Linked DNA regions of Mus musculus: regions 1 and 2 are each linked to region 3. A link is a contact called in public promoter capture Hi-C data. All regions are on one chromosome and are shown on one strand. The core of a region is the stretch at or near the end of the contact, and the rest is flanking DNA. Distances in the headings are between cores, read along the strand shown. Region 1 has its middle 17 kb from the start of Dhrs3. Region 2 overlaps Tnfrsf1b (tumor necrosis factor receptor superfamily, member 1b). Region 3 overlaps Vps13d (vacuolar protein sorting 13D).

What was found. Capture Hi-C pulls out chosen DNA fragments and counts their contacts.
Region 1: a promoter capture Hi-C map of adipose tissue shows a contact between it and region 3. The contact joins two enhancer-like sites. A contact is called at or near these places in 20 of 39 promoter capture datasets (the 3T3-L1 cell line, 3T3-L1-derived adipocytes, the C10 cell line and 15 more), 16 of 484 Hi-C or Micro-C datasets (B cells, the C10 cell line, CD4 T cells and 9 more), 3 of 115 datasets of contacts at active chromatin or transcription factors (T-cell acute lymphoblastic leukemia, embryonic stem cells and regulatory T cells) and 4 of 9 other capture datasets (adipose tissue, embryonic stem cells, liver and 1 more).
Region 2: a contact with region 3 is called in a promoter capture Hi-C map of adipose tissue. The contact joins two enhancer-like sites. A contact is called at or near these places in 1 of 484 Hi-C or Micro-C datasets (nephron progenitors) and 2 of 9 other capture datasets (adipose tissue and liver).

What each region holds. Positions count from the first base shown.
Region 1 is chr4:144,874,465-144,877,774 of GRCm38.p6, reverse strand. It overlaps a transcript of Vps13d not described here. Among named protein-coding and RNA genes, the nearest start is that of Dhrs3, 17 kb to the left of the region's middle. Within about 2 kb of position 1,899, at least 26 of the 459 cell types and tissues checked have an H3K27ac peak or open chromatin away from gene starts, as enhancers often do. A contact at or near this core is called in adipose tissue, where this site is marked.
Region 2 is chr4:145,213,178-145,216,436 of GRCm38.p6, reverse strand. Tnfrsf1b (tumor necrosis factor receptor superfamily, member 1b) reads left to right here. Exons shown (of 10, transcript NM_011610.3): 10 at 337-3,259. The coding sequence ends at 650. Among named protein-coding and RNA genes, the nearest start is that of Vps13d, 20 kb to the right of the region's middle. Within about 2 kb of position 1,861, at least 70 of the 459 cell types and tissues checked have an H3K27ac peak or open chromatin away from gene starts, as enhancers often do. A contact at or near this core is called in adipose tissue, where this site is marked.
Region 3 is chr4:145,049,215-145,052,898 of GRCm38.p6, reverse strand. The region is part of intron 63 of Vps13d (vacuolar protein sorting 13D); the gene reads left to right. Among named protein-coding and RNA genes, the nearest start is that of Gm36317, 88 kb to the right of the region's middle. Within about 2 kb of position 2,193, at least 36 of the 459 cell types and tissues checked have an H3K27ac peak or open chromatin away from gene starts, as enhancers often do. A contact at or near this core is called in adipose tissue, where this site is marked.

The DNA of each region.
Region 1 (3,310 bases), core at 650-3,149, 170 kb after region 3:
CTTATTAGCTAGACTCTCGGGGCCTCTAGATACCTGATTAGCATGGAGAACTCTGTTTTGGGCTATGTGACCACAGGCCATGTTTCCTTATGTGGGAATTGTGGCATGTGTTCTGGGCCAGGAATCCGGCATGGAGCAGGGAGCTGCCTACCATTTCAGGTGGGTACCTGGTGCCGAGGACTCTGGATCCTGCTCAGCCTTATGGAGTTTCCTGGCACTGTCTACTATCCCACACTCATGTGTGCATACCCATACGTTGATGTATAAAATAATTAAAAATAATAAAAGTAGAGCTGGCCATGCCTTTCATCCCAGCACTTGGATGATAGAAGCAGGCAGATCTCTGAGTTTGAGGCCAGCCTGATCTACACAATGTGTTCCAGGACAGCCAGAGCTAAATAGTGAGGCCCTGTCTTGAAAAAAATAAAACCCAACCAACCAAGCAACCAACCAAACAATCAAACAAACAAATGAACAAAAAGAAAAAAGTAAATCTTAGGCTGGAGAGATGGCCCAGACTTTAAGTATTTGCTGCTCTTTTAGAGGATCCATTTCTAGATGTTCCATTCCTTAGCATCCACTTTAAGGGACGCTCAAGGAGGCAGATTTCTGTGAGTTTGATGGCATCCTGGTCTACAGAGGGAGTTTCAGGACAGCCAGGGTTGTTACACAGAGAAATCTTGTCTTGAAAAACACAAACAAATGAACAAACAATAAAAGATGATAATGTGCTTGAGCTGGCAAGATGGCTCAGTGGTTAATGACACTGACTGCTCTTCCAGAGGACCTGAGTTCAATTCCCAGCACCTATATGGCAATTCACAACTGTCTGTAAAACCTGTTCTAGGGAATAGGACACCCTCACACAGATTCATATGTAGTCAAAACACCAATGTACATAAAATAAAAATAAATTATTAAAACAATTAGTTAGATCTCATGATGTTAATGACAGAGATTGGAATGGAATTAGCTGGCAATGGTGGCAAGTACACATTATCCAGAGGCAAAGACAGAAAACCATGAGGACACGGTAATAGAAAGGAGATGGTCACTCCAAAGTTTGGAGTTGGAGAGATGGATCAGTGGTTGTTCTTGCAGAGAATCTGGGTTCAGGTCTCAGGATCCACATCATGGCTCACAACCATCTGTAACTCCAGTTCCAGGGGATCTGTTGCCCTCTTCTGGCCTCCAGAGACTTCTGGATGCACATGGCATATATACACACTCAGGCACAAACATGTCACATGTACATGCAAAATAAAATATATTTATTAATAAACGTTTCCTCCTCCCCTAAATTGGCTAGTATTGTATATCACAGTATCAAATAGAAAGTCGGACACTGGGCAGACATTTTGCTACTGAACTACACCTCCTCCTGTTCCTTTCTCTTTTCTTTTGAGACCGGATCCATCCAGTCCAGGCTGGCCTCAAACTCCCCAGATAGCCAAGGATGACCTCAAACTCCCCCTCTCCACTTCTAAATGCTGACATTAGAGGTATACACCACCATGTCCAAGTTTATGAAGTGCTATGGAACAAACCTTGAGCTTTTGGGCATGCTAGCAAGCATTCTATCATGAGCCATACCCCTAGCTCCTACCATTCATATCAGACACTTCTCTGTGCCCTGTTTTCTTGGCCTATAAAACAGTCACAATGCTCATTATGCATTTACCAGGGTTTAACTCAGTGCTAGAAAATGTTGTGTGGTTGTGAAATAAAGGCCATATTCATTTTGGAGGACATTCCTATGAGTCTGAAACCCCATCAAGTTTCCATTTGAGGCAAAACTGCTGCCTCACAGCATCCCCCCTCCTTCTGACTAAGTGAAGCTCACACCCAGGAAAGCCTCAAGCTCTTTCTTTTCCCCGAGTCAACACAGTTCAGTGCTACAATAAACTACAAGTGTATCTTGGCCTCTGTTCTCTCCTGTCTGGTCTTCTCTCCCAGGGGGATGAGCCTAGTCCCAGGCTGGAAATAGAAATGTGTTGGTGCAAGGATCAGATCACTCACTTGTTTTCTTGAGGGCTCCCTCCACCCTGAATTCTCAGAATTCTTGGCTCTTGATAGTGACCCCAAGGGATCTGCTCCCAAGGCTGGGGTAGTTGGGAGGATTTACACTGCAGCATACAGGGCCTGGCCTAGCCCACAGAATGGGTTGGAATGGGGCAGGGGGTTCCGGCAGATGCATCACCATAGCCTGGTGATACCAGGGCATTCTTATAGGGCATGAGCCTCACCATATCTTCCCCAGATACTTTGGGCCAAGCACAACAAGTTATTGGGAAATGCTGTCTTCCTCCTCCTCTCTCCTGCCTCTCCCAAGATATTGCAAGATGGAGATTTACTGCATGGCTGGGGTGTAATTACATGGTGATTGAGGCTGAGAGCTGACTGTTGATTGAGAATGGACTCTCTGGTACAACTGTTCCTGCAAGGGTGTGTGTGTGTGTCTGAGTGAATGTTTCCAGGTTCTTTGCCTATCACTTAAAGAACTGAAAATGAGGGCTACATAAATTTGCAAAGGGATAGAAATTTATTAGAAATGAAGGGTTAATATGGATTAGAGAGAATATATCATCAAGATTTACAGCTGGTCACAAGCGAGAGAATATTCTAGAGTTTTAGTCTATGGCCTAGGATGTCTTTCTTATAGGGTCTAAAGGAAGGAGGGGCTGGCTACAGTGGAGAGTGGCTTGAGGGGTTCTGTATTTTGATTGATAGATTATGCCATGTGCCCATTCTTCCTACAGAACTCATCCTTTCCCATAATGCATCTGATTTTAATTATATGCATGCCCAAGTATGCATAGGCCTAAGATTAAATAAATAGGGGATTCTCTCTGAAAGTTCACTTGAAGGACTCAGTTTGCCTTTTCGTACATGTGCCTGGCATTGGTTCATGCTGGCTGCCCCTTTTATTCTTCATATAGGACATATTGGGAATATTCTCGACTAGAAACTGTCTAAATGAGACTGTTTCTAAGAGTGGAGAAATTTATAGTACTGTTAAGAGATTCAAGTATGCCTGATATACATAGGAGGTTCAGGGGTTCTCAGTTTGCTAGGCACATTGTTTGGAGAGGGATATGAGCATCGAATGGGTAGGTGAAGGAGCTAGGCTGCCAAATCCATTATGAGGGGAGAGAAAGGTGGGGAGGAAGAAGAAGAAGAGTAGGAAGAGGAGGAGGAAAGGAGAGGAGAGGAGAGGAAAAGAGAAGAGAGGAGAAGAGAGGAGAGGAGAGGAGAGGAGAGGAGAGGAGAGGAGAGGAGAGGAGAGGAGAGGAGAGGAGAGGAGAGGAGA
Region 2 (3,259 bases), core at 612-3,111, 160 kb before region 3:
CAGGGGTTGAATTTAGGTCCTTAAGCTTGCAAGACAAAGTCCTTACTAACTGAGCCATATCCTCAGCCCAATGTTTTGTTCTTCTTGGAGTACTTTTGTCTGCTTTAGAAAATTGTCTCCGGTCAACAGCAGGGAGCGTTGGGCTGGGCAGCTGGGAAGTGAGCACACAGGCATGTAAGGGTGATGCATCTGCCATCGTAGTAGAGGTGAGCTAGGGTCTTTAGCCTCTTGGCCCTTGGCCTATTGCTCTAACCTGCCCCTGGGACAAGAGGCAAACTGCAAAGACACCCTGTCTCCAAGATCCCCAGACTCACCCTCCCATCCTGTGCTTCACAGATTCTTCCCACGGAAGCCACGGGACCCACGTCAACGTCACCTGCATCGTGAACGTCTGTAGCAGCTCTGACCACAGTTCTCAGTGCTCTTCCCAAGCCAGCGCCACAGTGGGAGACCCAGATGCCAAGCCCTCAGCGTCCCCAAAGGATGAGCAGGTCCCCTTCTCTCAGGAGGAGTGTCCGTCTCAGTCCCCGTGTGAGACTACAGAGACACTGCAGAGCCATGAGAAGCCCTTGCCCCTTGGTGTGCCGGATATGGGCATGAAGCCCAGCCAAGCTGGCTGGTTTGATCAGATTGCAGTCAAAGTGGCCTGACCCCTGACAGGGGTAACACCCTGCAAAGGGACCCCCGAGACCCTGAACCCATGGAACTTCATGACTTTTGCTGGATCCATTTCCCTTAGTGGCTTCCAGAGCCCCAGTTGCAGGTCAAGTGAGGGCTGAGACAGCTAGAGTGGTCAAAAACTGCCATGGTGTTTTATGGGGGCAGTCCCAGGAAGTTGTTGCTCTTCCATGACCCCTCTGGATCTCCTGGGCTCTTGCCTGATTCTTGCTTCTGAGAGGCCCCAGTATTTTTTCCTTCTAAGGAGCTAACATCCTCTTCCATGAATAGCACAGCTCTTCAGCCTGAATGCTGACACTGCAGGGCGGTTCCAGCAAGTAGGAGCAAGTGGTGGCCTGGTAGGGCACAGAGGCCCTTCAGGTTAGTGCTAAACTCTTAGGAAGTACCCTCTCCAAGCCCACCGAAATTCTTTTGATGCAAGAATCAGAGGCCCCATCAGGCAGAGTTGCTCTGTTATAGGATGGTAGGGCTGTAACTCAGTGGTCCAGTGTGCTTTTAGCATGCCCTGGGTTTGATCCTCAGCAACACATGCAAAACGTAAGTAGACAGCAGACAGCAGACAGCACAGCCAGCCCCCTGTGTGGTTTGCAGCCTCTGCCTTTGACTTTTACTCTGGTGGGCACACAGAGGGCTGGAGCTCCTCCTCCTGACCTTCTAATGAGCCCTTCCAAGGCCACGCCTTCCTTCAGGGAATCTCAGGGACTGTAGAGTTCCCAGGCCCCTGCAGCCACCTGTCTCTTCCTACCTCAGCCTGGAGCACTCCCTCTAACTCCCCAACGGCTTGGTACTGTACTTGCTGTGACCCCAAGTGCATGTCCGGGTTAGGCACTGTGAGTTGGAACAGCTGATGACATCGGTTGAAAGGCCCACCCGGAAACAGCTGAAGCCAGCTCTTTTGCCAAAGGATTCATGCCGGTTTTCTAATCAACCTGCTCCCCTAGCATGCCTGGAAGGAAAGGGTTCAGGAGACTCCTCAAGAAGCAAGTTCAGTCTCAGGTGCTTGGATGCCATGCTCACCGATTCCACTGGATATGAACTTGGCAGAGGAGCCTAGTTGTTGCCATGGAGACTTAAAGAGCTCAGCACTCTGGAATCAAGATACTGGACACTTGGGGCCGACTTGTTAAGGCTCTGCAGCATCAGACTGTAGAGGGGAAGGAACACGTCTGCCCCCTGGTGGCCCGTCCTGGGATGACCTCGGGCCTCCTAGGCAACAAAAGAATGAATTGGAAAGGACTGTTCCTGGGTGTGGCCTCAGCTCCTGTGCTTGTGTGGATCCCTAAAGGGTGTGCTAAGGAGCAATTGCACTGTGTGCTGGACAGAATTCCTGCTTATAAATGCTTTTTGTTGTTGTTTTGTACACTGAGCCCTGGCTGAGCCACCCCACCCCACCTCCCATCCCACCTTTACAGCCACTCTTGCAGAGAACCTGGCTGTCTCCCACTTGTAGCCTGTGGATGCTGAGGAAACACCCAGCCAAGTAGACTCCAGGCTTGCCCCTATCTCCTGCTCTGAGTCTGGCCTCCTCATTGTGTTGTGGGAAGGAGACGGGTTCTGTCATCTCGGAAGCCCACACCGTGGATGTGAACAATGGCTGTACTAGCTTAGACCAGCTTAGGGCTCTGCAATCAGAGGAGGGGGAGCAGGGAACAATTTGAGTGCTGACCTATAACACATTCCTAAAGGATGGGCAGTCCAGAATCTCCCTCCTTCAGTGTGTGTGTGTGTGTGTGTGTGTGTGTGTGTGTGTGTGTGTCCATGTTTGCATGTATGTGTGTGCCAGTGTGTGGAGGCCAGAGGTTGGCTTTGGGTGTGTTTGATCACTCTCAGTTACTGAGGCAGGGCTCTCATCTGTACCCAGAGCTTGCACATTTTCTAGTCTAACTTGCTTCAGGGATCTCTGTCTGCCTATGGAGTGCTCAGGTTACAGGCAGGCTGCCATACCTGCCCGACATTTACATGAATACTAGAGATCTGAATTCTGGTCCTCACACTTGTATACCTGCATTTTATCCACTAAGACATCTCTCCAAGGGCTCCCCCTTCCTATTTAATAAGTTAGTTTTGAACTGGCAAGATGGCTCAGTGGGTAAGGCAGTTTGCGGACAAACCTGATGACCTGAGTTGGATCCCTGACCATAAGGTAGAAGAGACCTGATTCCTGCAAGTTGTCCTCTGACCACCACCCCATACATGCTTCTGCATATGTGCACACATCACATTCTTGCACACACACTCACATACCATAAATGTAATAAATTTTTTTAAATAAATTGATTTTATCTTTTAATCATTATTTTTGCTTATCTGTTTGTTCATACATGGAGTTTTGCTGTATACCCAGTCTGGCTGCATCCTCCAGGCACCTTGAACTTGGATATTCTCCTGCCTCAGTTTCGAGAGTGCTGAGTTATAGGCATGTGCAACCGTGTCAGGACCCTTGGCGTTACATTATGTTTTCGAATCTTATTTTTCCATCTAAGACTGACAACCACCTTGCCAAAGGATGACCTTGACTTTTGTATCCTCTTGCCTCTACTTCCCAAGTATTGGGATGACAAGTCTGTCCATCCTATGATTT
Region 3 (3,684 bases), core at 944-3,443:
GCCAACTCCCAGCTTCTAAAATAGACCTATAGGTGATGAGACAGCTGTCTGCTCAGCGTCATCCTCTAGATAATAGGGGTGATGGCTTCAGTGAATGAAGTCAAGGGAGGGCTAGCTGGGACCAGGGGCAGCATCCTGAGAAAAGAGGTACAGTGCCTTTCTCCTCTCACCACTTTGCTGCTCAATCTGCCCTAATGTTGTATTTCCCAGGAGGCTGGAGATGGTTATAATTAGCTTGGGAGTAAGGGGAAAACCATGGGAAAACTACTGTCTTGCTAATATCCACAAGTATCCACTTGACTTATGTGACCTTTGGAATGGATTTGTTTGATAAAGTCTGTTCCCCCAGAACACTTGGCTCTCACCCAGCAAACCAAAGCTAAGCATTTCCTGCAAGTGTAAGACTTCTTGATTTAAAATCATCTTGTTAAAGATCACAGACCCCAGCATTCCTCTCAGCGCTCCCAGCAGAAGTGCCTGGTCCCTAGTCCTATGGGACTGATGCTGTGTGTCCTTTGCTATCCAATGGTACTCCTGGTATCGATGCCATGTGTCCTCTGCAGTCCCGGGTACCTAAGCCATGTGTCCTTCACAGTCCTGTGATACAGATGCCATGTGTCCTCTGCATCTCTTACTGGTGCAGTGTGTGCTCTGCTGGAGTGATTCCAGTCCTTCATGTTGACGGTCTTCCTGGTATTCTACTGAATTTAGAGCACTCTTAAGCAGATGCCATGACATACCTGTGTTTCAGCAGGATGTTGGGATTGGAACTTCAGAGTGGAGCTCTGGGGTTGTGGAAGTCACCATGTTACTATACCTTGAGTATTCCTCCTGGAGTCTGGGACTCCTTAGACAATATCACTTAGTCAGAGTTTTCTAACAGAGTAACAGGCCTTTATTAGGAGCTCTTAGGAAGAGCAATATACTCTTTCTGATGAATATGGAATCACTAAAAACATGTGCTTAGAAACGGAGCCCTCTCCCTGAACAGCAGTCACGGGAGTCTGTGTAAAAGGTAACCCTGTCTTAGTATTGAAGGAACAATTGCCTCCATTCTCTGGATTCCCAGGCAGGAGCGAGGCTGTCAGAAATGTTGGGGGAGGGGGTTCTGCCTATCCAGATTTACACTGAGGTACATTGTTGCCAGATACAGTGTCTGTCTGGTGACTCAAAGGCATCCACACTGTCCAGGTGACTGGAAGCTGTCTCCATCTGCTATCTTCTTTGGATTCGTGACTGACAGAAGAAGGGAAGCTAATATTCCATTTCATAGACACAAGAGCACAGCTGCCCCTCCCTTCTCCTCATGGTCTCTCTGCATAGAGCTTGCATGTTAGAGATGCCATGGCATATTGAAAAGCCAGGTAGCTTTTAATGGGGATTTCCTTGACTCCTTTAAAGATCAAAAGATACCAGGGGGTCTTTAAAAGGTTTCAGAAGGTGGCCTACAGCAGGCCTTTTCCCATTTAGAGCATTGGGGTATAACAAAAGAAGGACCTTAATTGAGCAATCTAGTTTGGAAGAAAACCCACACTTTAATGGTCAGAGAGCAGGGGGTGGGGGTAAGGGGGAGTTTCAAACAAAGACACTATTTAAAAAGCCTAAAACTGTCTTCTCAAAGGCTTGAAATAATTTGTTGGGAAACTTCAGACCCTTTACTTTTTCCCTTCCTCTCTAAATAAAAACCAGATTTGTTAAAAGGAAAAAAGATCCAGTATTGTTAATTGTGTTTCAGAAAGTGCCAGAGAGGGAAGTAGCCCCATAGTTTTAAACACTGTCCCCAAAGGGAAATAGGCACATGCCCTGCTTCACATAAACAGTCTCTATGTGCCATAAATAAACCTTTAGAGAATGAATTCCAGACAGTTTTGTTTAGTGTGGAATAAACTAAGAAAGGAAAGGACACGGCCCAGGGACTAGCTGTGATCTGAGGCCTCGTGGACAGGTATTTCTTCTTTCAACTTGGCGCCGTCTCTGGAAGGCTTCAGCCGTTTTGTCTGGGAAGTGGGAGTAGATACTTCTCTGTTTTATCAGGAACGTATGAGCACAGGTTGCTTTCTCCAGAATCCCCTCTGCAGCAGGAAGATGCTGCCTGAGTAAATCAGGATCAGAGCTGTGACCTACTATATGCAAGCAGTGGCTCAGTTCATTGGGAGGGCGCAATCCTATATGGCTTTCTTTTCCTCTCATGCCTTCTTCCACAGACCAGATCAGCCTGAAGGTGGCAGAGTAATTCATACCAACAGGCTGGCCCTGCGCCTCTGCAGATAAGGGACCCCAGACAGTAAATGACTAGGTGAAGACAGTTTCACTTCAGGACTGGGTACTTCCTTGGTTCCAGGGTAGATGGTGCCTGTTGGGAGGACTTTGCAGCTTGGTAGAGGTCAAAGGTCCCTGCAGCAATACACCAGTCTCTTTTAATGTTTGGTCGCAATGAGGAATTTGTGTTTTAGTGGGTTTTTGTTGTTGTTGTTTTGTTTTAACTTTCTGGCTTAAGCTTTTGTTTAATCATGCTTTCTAAATCTCTTCTTATTGGAGTTGCATTGGTAAGACCATGTCCTTACACTTTCATAGCATGATTGGCCTTTGACTATGAATAAGGAGTTTAAGCTGGCTGTCAGTTTCTCTGTCAGTGAAATGGGGGAAATTAGGCATGCTCTCTGCCGACTTCATGCCTACTCACTCTTTAGTGGGGAGCACGGCTGAACAAATGCAGAATGACTTTGAGAAGAAATAGTGGAGCCCTCTGGCTTGGGCGCTTTCTACCAAATAGGTAGTTGCTGTTGTGAAAACAGCACATTCAAGTCTAGGATTCGCTCATGGCTAGTCATGTGACTTTAGCTGTGCACTTAACATATCTTTAGTCTGGCTGGCTTTAAATTTAGTCTATCTCTCAGTTCAAAACACTTCCATCAAAGACAAGACTTTTATAAAGATTTTATACAATGGGAAGAGATTAAAAAAAACCAATAACCTGATAGAAATCTGGCCATCATCGGTGTTTAAAACCCCCTAGTGTTGAATTTAGCAATCTTCCTGTCTCAGTTTCTCAAGCACTAGAATTGCAGGGGTGTGCCACCACACTGGTAATTCAATGATGGTCTCAGCTCCTAAAATTCTTCCTTCTGATATCATCAGTGACATTCCAAGTACCAAACCAGTGCTCTCTCCCTGTCTTCGGCTCATCTGGTCTGGTCGGTATTTATTTGATTGTTTGTGCCATGTATCTTCTGTTTGGTATTTATTTAACTGTGTGTCTTCCTGTGTCTCTTCCTCTACTGTTGCTTTGTGTGTGTGTGTGTGTGTGTGTGTGTGTGGTTTTGCTTCTGTGAACTGTCTGATCCTAGCACTTGATCAGGTTTCTATCAGGTTATTGGTCTTTTATATCTTCACTACAAACTCTTTCTAAGTTTTGTCTTTGATGGAAGTAACAGTGTTTTTCAGGGTTTAATTTGCCTTTTTATTTGGCTGTGTGTGTGTCCTGTGTGTGTGTGTCCTGTGTGTGTGTGTCCTGTGTGTGTGTGTCCTGTGTGTGTGTGTCCTGTGTGTGTGTGTCCTGTGTGTGTGTGTCCTGTCTGTGTGTGTCCTGTCTGTGTGTGTCCTGTGTGTGTGTGTCCTGTGTGTGTGTGTCCTGTGTGTGTGTGTCCTGTGTGTGTGTGTCCTGTGTGTGTGTGTCCTGTGTGT